3 separate regions of the Mus musculus genome follow, and all the other regions are linked to region 2. Evidence: chromatin contacts called from public HiChIP or PLAC-seq data. All regions are on one chromosome and are shown on one strand. Each heading gives the region's core, a stretch centred on a gene start, on an enhancer-like site or on the middle of the called end of the contact. The rest is flanking DNA. Distances are from core to core; before and after follow the strand shown.

Region 1 (3,529 bases), core at 932-3,431, 240 kb after region 2:
CTTGGGTGACCTTTGCTCCCTGATGTCACTGCAAGATCCGAGTGTCAGTTTTTGCTTTCATTCCAAGTTTTAGATCCTTTTCTGCCAGTGTCTTAGCTATCTTAAGGATTGAATGGAGTGTTAGTGTGAACTGCTAAAAGACTAGTTGCTATTGGCTCAGAAAATGACATTAAAGTACTTCTGATTTTTTTTCCAGGATATTCAGGCCACTTAATAACTCTGCTGGAGTGGTTGAGCAAAGATATCAGAAACCTGTTATCTGCAACCCTAGTACTTGTGGGCCTATTACTGGGAGGGTTGCCAATCTCATCCACGAGACAGATTCTACCCAGGGATATATGATGTCTAGACTCTGCCTGTTCTCAATATGCCATTCTGCCCCTCCTCCCCAGTGCTTTCTTTTGTCCTCCCACCTCCACGCATATCAGACCACCCACACAAGGGATATCTCTCTGCTTAGAGCCATTGTTCACTCCTCCTTGGAAACCTAATTTCACCTTCCTGCTCCATTGTTATAGTTGGGATGTCCAGTGCCTCTCAAAGACCCATGTCTTTAGAGCATGGTGCTGGTGGGAGGGGAAGGTATACTAGAAGCTCTAGGAGATGCAGCTAGTTCAAGATCATGTACTTAAGGAAGATTGTAGAGCCCTGGTACTTGCTATCTTCTGTTCTCCTTTGCTTTTCCCTATAGTCCTGCTGTGATTTCTTGACTCTCTACAGGCCTAAATCCATGGTCATGGTGTCTTTTCACAGCAATAGAATATTGGCTAAGACATAGAACCTGGACAGGTGCCACGGTCCTCAACCCTGTCTGAGAATGTGGGCAGAAATATATTGTATGCAGTGATTCTAAAACTCCAAGCTGGCCTATGAAATATTCCCTCCCTCCCTTCCTCCCTCCTTCTCTCCTTCCCTCTCCCCCTCCTTATATGTGTATGTCTGAGTGTCAGTGTGTCTGTGTGGCTGCGGCTGTGTGTATGTCTGTGTGTGTCTCTATGTGTATGTGTGTTTAAGAGAGGTTGGGGATGGAGAGATCATTAAATAAATAAAATCAAGGCTGAGGAAGACCAGGGTGAAGACAAGGAAAGCTCTTCTAGTATTGACTAGAAGGAATCTCAGTATTATGTGGATGCTCTAAAGAGACTCCATTTATTACCTCCAATCTCTCCCAAAGCCAGAGCCTCACACTGTGTACACGTAGCATGCTCTTCTATTTCCTGAAATTAAAGTGACATTCCAGCACTTTCCAAGAGGCAAGAGGTGAAATTGTGATTGGGGAAGATGAAAGTGTCATCAAAGGGCGGATCCTGGGTTTCCGGTGTGGCAGTGAAGATGATAAAGGATGCTAGCTGAAGACTCTACTGAGGACCCCTACTTGCTCCCATTTTGGTTTTTTTTGGGGGGGGGAGGCTTACTGAGAGTGGAAGTGGGAGCAGGTTCTCCTGGGCACATTTCCCCTGGCATGTGGGGCAGTCACCCTAACATCAGGGTCATCTTTTCAACTCTCAGCCAAGTGCAGGTTTCAGAGCTGCCGGGAAGGCTGCAGTGACACGAACCTCGGTTTTCCTTTCTATATCTGTAAATAAACTGCTTCCGTTTCAGAGAACATATATCTGGAGCCTGCTTCCCAACACACAGAGCCCCATCACAGCACGACAGTGGCATCTGATAGCTTGTCTGTTGTTCACATGAAATGCTGCCTACGAAGTGTCTGGTGTCCTCCACCATAATGTGGAGTGTGTGGGGTGTGCATGAGCACCCAGGTTCTCAGGTTGGAACTGAGCAGATACACAAACAAGCATCTACTACTTACTCTTGAAAGTGCACAATTATAGTGCTTTTGGACCGGGCTGAATAACAAACAGACTAAACAAGACAGACTACACATATGAACTCCTGGACTATGAGCACCAAAATGAACCTCTGAATGATTTTATCCTAATTCCACACGGCAGCTAACCAACCCCAGAGAAGTAAACTGCCCACTGTGAGTGTTTTAAAATATAGTTAAAGGGCACATAAGGAAATGGAAACATCTCAGCACAGAATAGCAAGTATTTCCGCAAATCTTGGTGTCCCAAAGATGTCTACTTTATATCCCTGTTTATGTATCTGTCAGCATTAATATTGCTTTTGTTTCAAAACCAAAAGAGACAAGATCTGAAGGGGGAAGTTGGAGCTGCGTGGGAGAGAAGTTTGTTTTTCCCCTTCCAACCTTCTTAGAGTCTGTCTGCGACACAGTGTATGTAGACTTTGAGGTGTCATCTTACACCCACAGGGATCTCATGTGAAACTCAAGGATGTTCCCAGATTCCCAGGCCCCCTGATGTTTTTTCTTGTAATCTTTGAAGACTGGCCATGGAGTCTGACTATCATCCATGTTCAAGGACAGCCCTGAGAAACCTTTGTCCCCTCTCACACACTAACAAAAGAGGAAGCACGCTGGGGACATTCAAAACTACAGGGAGTGCAGACAGCCAAGCTCTGGCGGGGGAGGCTCAGGGAGGAGGTGGAGTCTCACTGGGTGTGAGAGGAAAAGGACTCTGTCCACTACTCAGCCCAACCTTTTCTACCCTCATCAACCAGCTTTACAGATGCCCCAGGAAAGCCAAAGATGCTCTACAGGTTTCCCACCTTCCTGAGGAAGGTAGAACAGCCATAGGACGCTGTTGTACTCATCTGAAAAACAGTGTCTCCCCATCAAGGTACGAGGGGGGAAAAAGAAAAAAGAATAGTTAGAAAGGTATTCATCGACGTGAGTAAATGTACTTGAGCTATGTCCCCAGGAAAGCAAAAAGGCAAGGAAGGGACAGGGCTACTATGATCCCACCTGAATGAGATGACTCAGGACAGTGGAAGATGGAGTTGGGGCCGGGTGAGGACACAGAGGAAGAAGGCAGTTTATCCTGGTGCTGGGACTTCAGTGCTCAAGTTTACATGGCATGGACTCCAATGACCCCCCACCCCCACCCCGATGCAGACACCTGACTGGAGAAGAGGTTCCAGTGAGAGGAAGAAGCAAGCTTGACCTTGAACTTGGGCTGCCACCATGTTTGCTCTCAGCCAATCATGTATCTTACAAGGAAAGGGAAGGGCTGCATGGACCCCACCCCTGTTCTCTCAGCCAGTCCACCTATGCTTCTCGGAAGACAGCGGTAGAGATAATACGGCAGAGACAAACCAAGATTTCACACGAAAAGAGCGTACACGCCACCGTAGGAGCATGACAAGGCCTGGCTTTGGTTAATATGAAACCGCCCTTCAGAGTGTTGAAACATTAAGACAGCCCATCTTGGAGTTCTAGCTGACAACGGTGTTACAAGTATGTTGTGTTCCTATTAGCTTATCAATAAGCAGTTAGTGCTCCTTAAGTATCTCTCTAGTTGTCTGGAGTCTTAACTCACACTGAGATTGCTTTTAAAGCTCTCTGCAGAACTGAGGTTCAGTACAAAGACTGGAAATGGAAGGGTAGTATGATTACTGTCAGTCACAGCTACTTACTCATTTAACAAACACTGGAGCTAAAATA
Region 2 (4,042 bases), core at 613-3,112:
GCAACTTTCTTCATGCAACTTTCTTGTTCCCTCAGGACCAAATATATACATATACATATACATATACATATACATATACATATACATATACATATACATATACATATACATATACATATACATCTTACATTTGATAATTGATTGCTGCTGTGCACGTCCAACTTCATAGATCAGTAGGTCAGATAACACCAGGTTCATGATGGGCAGCTTGGGTTGCATGGTAACTTGGTGGCACATTGTAAAATGTTCATTTCCCACTAAGGCCCAATAGCAGGCCAAACTATTCTCAAAGACAGAATAGTTATCTACAGATGATGGTAGTGCCTTTTCCCCCCAAATCCCAAAGGCTTCCTCTGTCATTCAACTCTAGGGGCTTGCCAAAGGCTTCAGACTGCATCTCTAACTGCCAGTGACACCTTAAGTACCACCAGGTCTTCAGAATCATATGGCCCAAGTGGTAGAGCAGCCTGCAGAGTGGTCAGGACCTGTTGAAGAGCCTTCTCTTGTTCCAGGCCCCACTCAAAGCTAGAAGCTTTCTGAACCACTTGGTACATGGGCTTGAGTAACACACCCAAGTGAGGAATATGCTGTCTCCAGAATCCAAAAAGGCCCACTAAGCAGTCTGCTTCTTTCTTGGTGGTGGGAGGGGCCAGGTGTAATCATTTATTCTTCATGTTTAAAGGAATATATCTTCATGCCCCACACTATTGGACTCCTAAAAATGTCACTGAGGCCCTAGAATTTTGGTTGGATTTACTTTTCATCCTCTGATGTACTATACATTACCAACGAAGTTGTTGCTGCCTCCTGCTCATTTGGTCCAGTCAGCCTAATGTTATCAGTATAGTGGACCAGTGTGACATTTTTTTGGAAGAGACAATCAAGATCCCTTCAAACTAAGTTATGGCATAGGGCTGGAGAGCTCATGTATCTTTGAGGTAAAACTGTACTTTGTCAGCTGAAAGCAAATTGCTTCTGGATGATCCCTATGGACAGGTACCCAGAAAAAGGCATTTGATAGATCAGTAGCTGCATACCATGTACCAGATGTGTTCATTTCCTCATGTGAGGACATCATATTTGGTATGGCAACTGCAATAGTAGTCACTACTTAATTAAATTGTCAATAGTCAACTGTCATTTTCCTTGATCCATCTGTCTTCTGCACTGGCCAGATAGGAGAACTAATAAGAGATGTGGTGGGAACCAGTACCTCTGCATCTTTCAGGTCCTTGATGGTGGTGCTACTTTCTGGGACTCCTCCAGGGATTCCAAATTGTTTTTGGTTCACTATTTTCCCTGGCAGAGGCAACTCCAAAGCCATCCATTTAGCCTTTCCAACCATAATAGCCCTCACTTCACAGGTCAGGGGATCAATATGAAAATTCTGCCCACTTCTAAGTATATCTACCCAAATTGTACGTTCTGGTATTGGGAAGATAACCACAGAAAGAGTTCAAGGACCTACTGTAAATCAGATTCCAGCCCAAACTCCATCAGTCACCTGACCTTTATAAGCTTACCCCTGACTGTGACCTGCTGCCTCACTACAGGGCCAGCAGCAGCAGGAACCAGAAGTGTGGTCTCCATATCCATAAGTCAAAATGCCCGTTCTCTCTTTGGTAAGCTGATTAAGGTAGGCATTTCTGTTACAGCAGCCCTAAGCTGATTAATCTCTCGTTCCCAATCCGTCATAGATTCACCAGGTCGCCTTATTGCCCCACTTCTGCTTAAAAGGAGCAGTGCCACAGTTCAGGAAGCACGTGTGAAAAGCTGACCGGGGACAACCTTTACAACTGTCACCCCCTGGCATATCTCTCACACATGGGCAGTTTCTACGGCAGCTGCTGTCTTGTGGCTGACTCTATGCATGGCCCTTCCTGGGGGAGAATATTTAGCCTTTGTCTCATCCTTCCTTCTCTGACTGGCCCTCTTAGTTGTTAGGGGAACAATGTTTTTAAACTCACTCAGCAGAAGGAAACAAGGGAAGCCTTTCTCTGCTTCCTGCAAAAGGTCATATGGACAAAGAGCATGGGTAGAGTGGTTCCCACCGGACATGCAAACACATGCAGAAATGAACACAGCACACTGGACATCAGGGTTAACCCTTGCTTACCCGGAGAAATGGGACTGCTTTTCTGTTGTCAGATTTCGCTGTTTTAATTTTGAACTGAATTTATATGACATAAAAAAAAAAAAATCAGGAGCAAATCTCTGAAACATTTGCTTGCTCTTCCGGTGCTCAAAGCACAGGGAAGATCTAGGGACTCGGAAGCACGGCAGTGGGCACTCATTAGCAAGTTGGGGTTTTCTCCCAACTCTCAGGATAGTAATCAGAGTGGAGCCACTGGGGATATTGAAGGCTGACCATCCTGTAAGGACTTTACCCTTCAACACTAGTTGAGAGGGAACTAAACTGAACTAAAAAGAAGTGTGCTTGCTGAAACTGGCCTGGCTTTTCCCACATGGTTAATGATTTCAATAAGGATAATTAATGTTTAATTCCTTTTCTTGGCTCTTTCCGTCACTCCTTGCTGGGGTAAGAAAGTGTTGGGTGTCTCCCGTTTTCCCAGGCAGCTCAAATCATCACTGGTAGGATACTCTGCTCCTTAGTGTTGTTTATCGGCTGGCACTTCTGTCCTCTGAGAGTCCTGTGTCTTTTGGGCTGTAATATGGTTGCTTGAGGGTGAGAGTTAGTTCATTTTCAAATTTCTGAAAAAAATATTTTAATAGATCTATCTCTTCATGGAGGTATTTTATAATATAAGAAATATAAAATAATGGAACCTATGTAGTAGAATGTGATCTTCAATGCCACCATCTCCAGTAGCAAACACCAAAGATACTTCAGCTATTTACCACAGGATAGATTTCTAAATGTGCAAAAATCACACTTGCTTATCAAGACATATAAATAGGACAGAACTTTAAAACACATGTGAGCCATAAGGAATTCTTCAGTAAGAAGAGGCAATGAATAGATTTAAGTAGATATTTTGGCAGCCTTGTGAGGCACCCAAGCAGAAAGTGGGTTTGCTTTTCCACTAAAGACTATAAGAAAATCTACGTTGTTTGACCTGTATGTGAGACACATGAACAGAAATAATAATTAGAAAATATGTTTAAGGTTCCTGCCTGCCTTTCTACCACAGTAGAATGAGATTAAATGTGCACAGCGCATAGCTTTCTAGAAGACTGATAGCTCCATTTGAATGTGTGTCTCCCAGTCTCCAAGCCCCCTTGTATCCCTTTCCCTTTCTCTCTTTCCTTCCCTCCCTCAGGTCTGCACGCCCCTCCCCCCTCCTTTTAAAGAAGAGAGCGAGCACTGTTCTCAGAACTCTCTCAGGCTTTCTTAATTGAAAGCAACCATCCGAAGTCGCTCCTTTATGTTAAGTGAAACACTTCTGCATGGATCTCCAGGGATGAAGTGATTAGCTCAGCAAGAAACAGGGACGCTGGCTATTCCTGCGGGCCGTGGAAAGAATTAAGTACAACTTTGCAAAGATAGCACTGAAAGAATAGGATTTTTCTTTCAAAACATGTCTCTCTCTGAAACATCAGTGCAGACGTATGTCAAGATAGAAATGGGATCGTGTTTCTAGCCATTGAAGACTCGAATTTCGTCAAGCAAGACTGTTTGTTCCCATGCCCAAACTGTCCTACACTGCCCCGTTGTCTGGACAAGAATGGAATACAACCAACTTTGGACAGCAGAGCTTGAGCTGGTGCCAACCTTGCTAATGAACACGTGGTTTCAATAACAATGGAACTACTTGCTGGCTGGGTGGCGAGGTGCCAGGCACTTAGTGTCAAGGAGCAACATGCTTAAGAAGTACCATCTCCTGATATGATTGCATTTCCCAGACCGTCCCATGCACACCTTGAGATTCCCCAAAACAGGGAGGTCAAGGTTGCAGCTAGGAAGAGAAGGCCTGCAGAGGTCTTGCACAATCTGGAGGAGATATGGGTGTGGTGTGGCGTTGGGGTATTTCCATGTTCCAAGTTCCTGGTGTGCTGGATTCTGGAACCAGAGGGTCTGAAA
Region 3 (3,961 bases), core at 1,387-3,886, 240 kb before region 2:
GCTAAGATCAACAGTTGATAAAGGAGACCTCATGAAACTGAAAAGCTTCTATAAGATTCTCAATAGAGGAATCTTTAATGGACGAGAAGCACTTAAAGAAATGTTCAAAGTCTTTACTCGTTAGGGAAATGCAAATCAAAATGACCCTGAAATTTCTATCTTACATCTGTCAGAATGGCTAAGATAAAAAGCTCAAGTGATAGTATGTGCTTGTGAGGGTATGTAATAGGGGGAACACTTTTCCATTGCTGGTGGGGGTGCAAACTTGTACAACCCATTTGGAAATCAATTTGGCACTTTCCCAGAAAGCTGGGAACAGTTCTACCTCCAAACCCAGCAATACCACTCCTGGGCATATACCCAAAAGGTGCCCCACTATATACCAAAGGGACACGTTCATACCAGCTTTATTCACAATAGCCAGAAACTGGAAACAACCTAGATGTCCCTCAACTGAAAAATCAAGAAAATGTAGTATATCTATACAATGGAATACTATTCAGCTATTAAAGACAAAGACATCATGAATTCTGCAGGCAAATAGATGGAACTTGAGAATATCATCCCAAGTGAGATAACCCAGACCCAGAAAGACACATACAGTGTGTGCTCACTTATAAGTGGACATTAGCCATAAATTACAGGATAACCATGCTACAATCCACAGACCCACAGAAACTTGGCAATAAAGAGGTCCCAAGGGAAGATGTGTGAATGTCGCTCAGAAGAGAAATTAGATAGCTATCAAAGGTGGATGGAGAGAAGGGAAGAGGTGGGAATAGCGGTGAGGAGGGGAATGGGGATGGTGATTAGGTGAAGGAGAGAGGGCTGGGAGTGAGAGTGGTAATGGTGGGGGTGGGGCGGGGATCTCTGGTGACTAGCAGGAGGCCTGGGACTGGAGAGGATTCAGGAGTTTATGGGAGTGACTCTAGCTTAGATTCCTACTAGAGGGTGATATAGAGACTGAAATGGCCACCTCCTGTAGCCAGGCAGGACTTCCACCCACAAAACCTTTAACCAAAGTTTTGTCCTGCCTACAAGATGTACAGGAATAAAGATGGGAGCAGAGATTGAGGGAACAGCCAATCAATGACAGACCCAACCTGCAGAGACCCACCTCATGTGAGAGAGCCAACCCCTGGCACTATTAACTCTGCTATGCTTGCAAGATAGGAACTGAGCACAACTGTCTCCTGAGAGTCTCCATCCAGCAGCAGATGGAGGCAGAGATGCAGAGACTCACAGCCTAACATCAGGTGGAGCCTGGGAAGTCCCCTGGAATCGTGGGGGATGGAAATGAGCAAGGAGGAGGACCAAGGACACCACAAGAAGAGCCACAGAGTCAACTAACCTGAGACCATAGGGGTGCACAGAGCTTGGGCCACCAACCAGGCAGCATGCAGGAACTGGATCTAGACCCCAGACCCATCTATAGCAAATGTATAGCTTGGTTTTCCTGTGGCTCCCTTAACAAGTGAAGCAGGGGCTGTCTTAGTCTCTGTTCCCTGCCAATGGATCCTCTTCCCCTACCTGAACTGGCTGGTTGGGCCTTAGTAGGAGAGGATATGCCTAGTCCTGCTGGGACTAGATACCCCAGGGTAGGGTGATACCCAAGACAGGGTGGGGGTGGGGGGTGGGGGGGTGGGGGGTGTCTCCCCTTCTCTGCAGAGAAAGGGAAGGGGCAATGGGGGGAATGAGAAGGGGAAGTGGGACTGTAAAATAAATAAATAAAAAAAAAGAATGAAATGCACACATACACAGTGGATTGACAGACTTATGATAAATGCACACAGCTGTAAACCCTGATCAGGGTTGGCTCAGAATGTTGCCACCATTTCAGGATGCTCTCTTTGCACTCCTTCCTGTCATCTCCACCCTGCCTCAGAGGCAACTGTCCTGACTTCTTGCCTAACATGGTGTATTTACATATATAACCATGCAACTGCTTTGGGGAGTGAAAAAAAAAAAGACCTTTTATTTCATTGTTAACACTGAATCTGAATTCCTGGCTGGTTAAAACGTGGCCTCCAGGTCCTTGGGGCTCAGAATTATAGATTTCCATCCAGGGCAGATCAGGGCTCAGTGTCCAGTTGACAACAGAAGCCTTAAATGCTTTCTTAGGCAGCTCATCCTTATGACAAGACAGGAGTGAAAATGGGAAGAGGGTTTGGGAAGAGAAACTGGCTGAAGGATTTTAGTCACTGAATGCACACAGACCTGCCAGGCGGCTTGTCCAGTGGGGGCGGGGCAGAGGATTTTTTTCCCCCCCAAGCCCAGGCTGGGAAGGAAGGTCCACTCTTGCGCTTCCTTCTCCATAGGTTCCTCTTTCTCTAACTCATTCTGGTTTCCATCCTCTTCCTCGCCTGCTGGGGGTGAGGCTGTGATGGGAACACTGGGCTCTGGAGGTGTTCCTTCCCACAGTGTTCTCTCTCTCTCTCTCTCTCTCTCTCTCTCTCTCTCTCTCTCTCTCTCTCTCTCTCTCTCTCTCTCTCTCTCTCTCTCTCTCTCTCTCTCTCTCTCTCTCTCTCTCTCTCTCTCTCTCTCTCGGCAGGGCTGGGGAGGGAGGGAGAGCAGCCAGCCCGCCTTGGTCGTGAGTCAGCAGCTCTCCCCTCCTACCCAGGGAGAGGCTGTGCCAAGTCGCCCGCCCTCCCAGACTGGAGCACAGAAGTCCCTAGGGACCGTGTCTGGTGGGACATGGAGAAAGTGAGAGCCTGCCGCGGGCATGCCACGTGTTCCTGAGCGTGTGCACTCCGCTGAGCAGTTCTTACATAGCCTTCCTGGGCCTTTAGAAAGCATTTGAAAGTGGTTATGTATGGGAAGGCATGGCACAAATGCAAACAAGTTAAATTGCGTCTAGAATGTATAATGCAGTTTTCAAAACGTTATAAAACCTCTCGAAGAGGGGTTTCCTCTTTTAAGTTTTTGTTTAATTCTTGTGAACAGCCTTAAATACAGTTCAGCTTTGCAGTGTGCAGGCGTAGGGAGCATAACTAATTCTGTCCCCAGGAGATTACTTTGTCTTTGGAAGCGCCATCGTTTGTACTATTTTTAGCCAAGGAACCATATGCATTTTCGAGTAAAAAGCTGTCCTATTACTGTTTGGTAGTTTGTTTTTTATAAAACCACATACTGTTAGATAATGAAGAGAAACATTTCTAAGCTCAGGTTGCATATATTGTGAATCACGTGCCTTTCCCTTCATTTTGAATAAATACATAATAAAAATCCCTGTGATTTATTTATTTTCACATAGCTTACTTGCCTCCCAAGATTCACAAGATCTATTTCAGTAGTTGCTAAAAAGTAAATTCCCGAAATCCCATATTGTGTAGAACTATCTCAGGAACTCTGTCTGAGTTTAACAAAAGCGCTGTCATAGCAACATCTGGTTATATGTAATAGAGAGTATGTTGCATGTGCATATCTAAAGAAATGTAATATGGCATTTCCACCTCCAGTTCTGGATACAGTGATACAAGTTTTAACTACTCAAAACCTTTAGTGAGGACAGTTTACTGATTAAAAATGTTCAGTAGCAGGTGTTGCATCTCACATGTTCCTCTTGTCTAAAAGATGGCTTCATTGGGGCTGGCTTACAGGTTCAGAGGTTCAGTCCATTATCACCAAGGTGGGAACATGGCAGCGACCAGACAGGCATGGTGCAGGAAGAACTGAGAGTTCTACATCTTCATCTGAAAGCCGCTGGAAGACTGGCTTCCTGGCAGCTATGACAAGGGTCTTAAAGCCCACACCCACAGTGACACACCTACTCCAACAAGGCCACACCTTCAGACAGTGCCACTCCCTGGGCCAAAAATATGCAAACTATCACAGTGTATTTGTGTGTGTGTAGATTCAGTGCTTGGCTTGCCCTGGATGTAAGTGAAACCGCCTGCCCTGAAACCTTCAGATAGGTTATCGTATTGCTGAAGAAGCTCGTTATGATCACTTCAGTGGGGTG

Evidence for each region. HiChIP or PLAC-seq counts read pairs in DNA pulled down with a chosen protein or histone mark.
Region 1: a contact with region 2 is called in an H3K27ac HiChIP or PLAC-seq map of microglia, with 5 times the contacts expected there. The contact joins two enhancer-like sites. A contact is called at or near these places in 2 of 484 Hi-C or Micro-C datasets (the P5424 cell line and erythroblasts), 1 of 115 datasets of contacts at active chromatin or transcription factors (microglia) and 1 of 9 other capture datasets (embryonic stem cells).
Region 3: an H3K27ac HiChIP or PLAC-seq map of microglia shows a contact between it and region 2, with 5 times the contacts expected there. The contact joins two enhancer-like sites. A contact is called at or near these places in 5 of 115 datasets of contacts at active chromatin or transcription factors (embryonic basal ganglia, embryonic midbrain, kidney and 2 more).

The regions. Positions count from the first base shown.
Region 1 is chr14:62,243,415-62,246,943 of GRCm38.p6, forward strand. No RefSeq gene overlaps it. Among named protein-coding and RNA genes, the nearest start is that of Dleu7, 48 kb to the right of the region's middle. Within about 2 kb of position 2,182, at least 35 of the 459 cell types and tissues checked have an H3K27ac peak or open chromatin away from gene starts, as enhancers often do. A contact at or near this core is called in microglia, where this site is marked.
Region 2 is chr14:61,999,864-62,003,905 of GRCm38.p6, forward strand. No RefSeq gene overlaps it. Among named protein-coding and RNA genes, the nearest start is that of Gm35307, 33 kb to the right of the region's middle. Within about 2 kb of position 1,863, at least 45 of the 459 cell types and tissues checked have an H3K27ac peak or open chromatin away from gene starts, as enhancers often do. A contact at or near this core is called in microglia, where this site is marked.
Region 3 is chr14:61,754,990-61,758,950 of GRCm38.p6, forward strand. No RefSeq gene overlaps it. Among named protein-coding and RNA genes, the nearest start is that of Gm46480, 50 kb to the left of the region's middle. Within about 2 kb of position 2,637, at least 129 of the 459 cell types and tissues checked have an H3K27ac peak or open chromatin away from gene starts, as enhancers often do. A contact at or near this core is called in microglia, where this site is marked.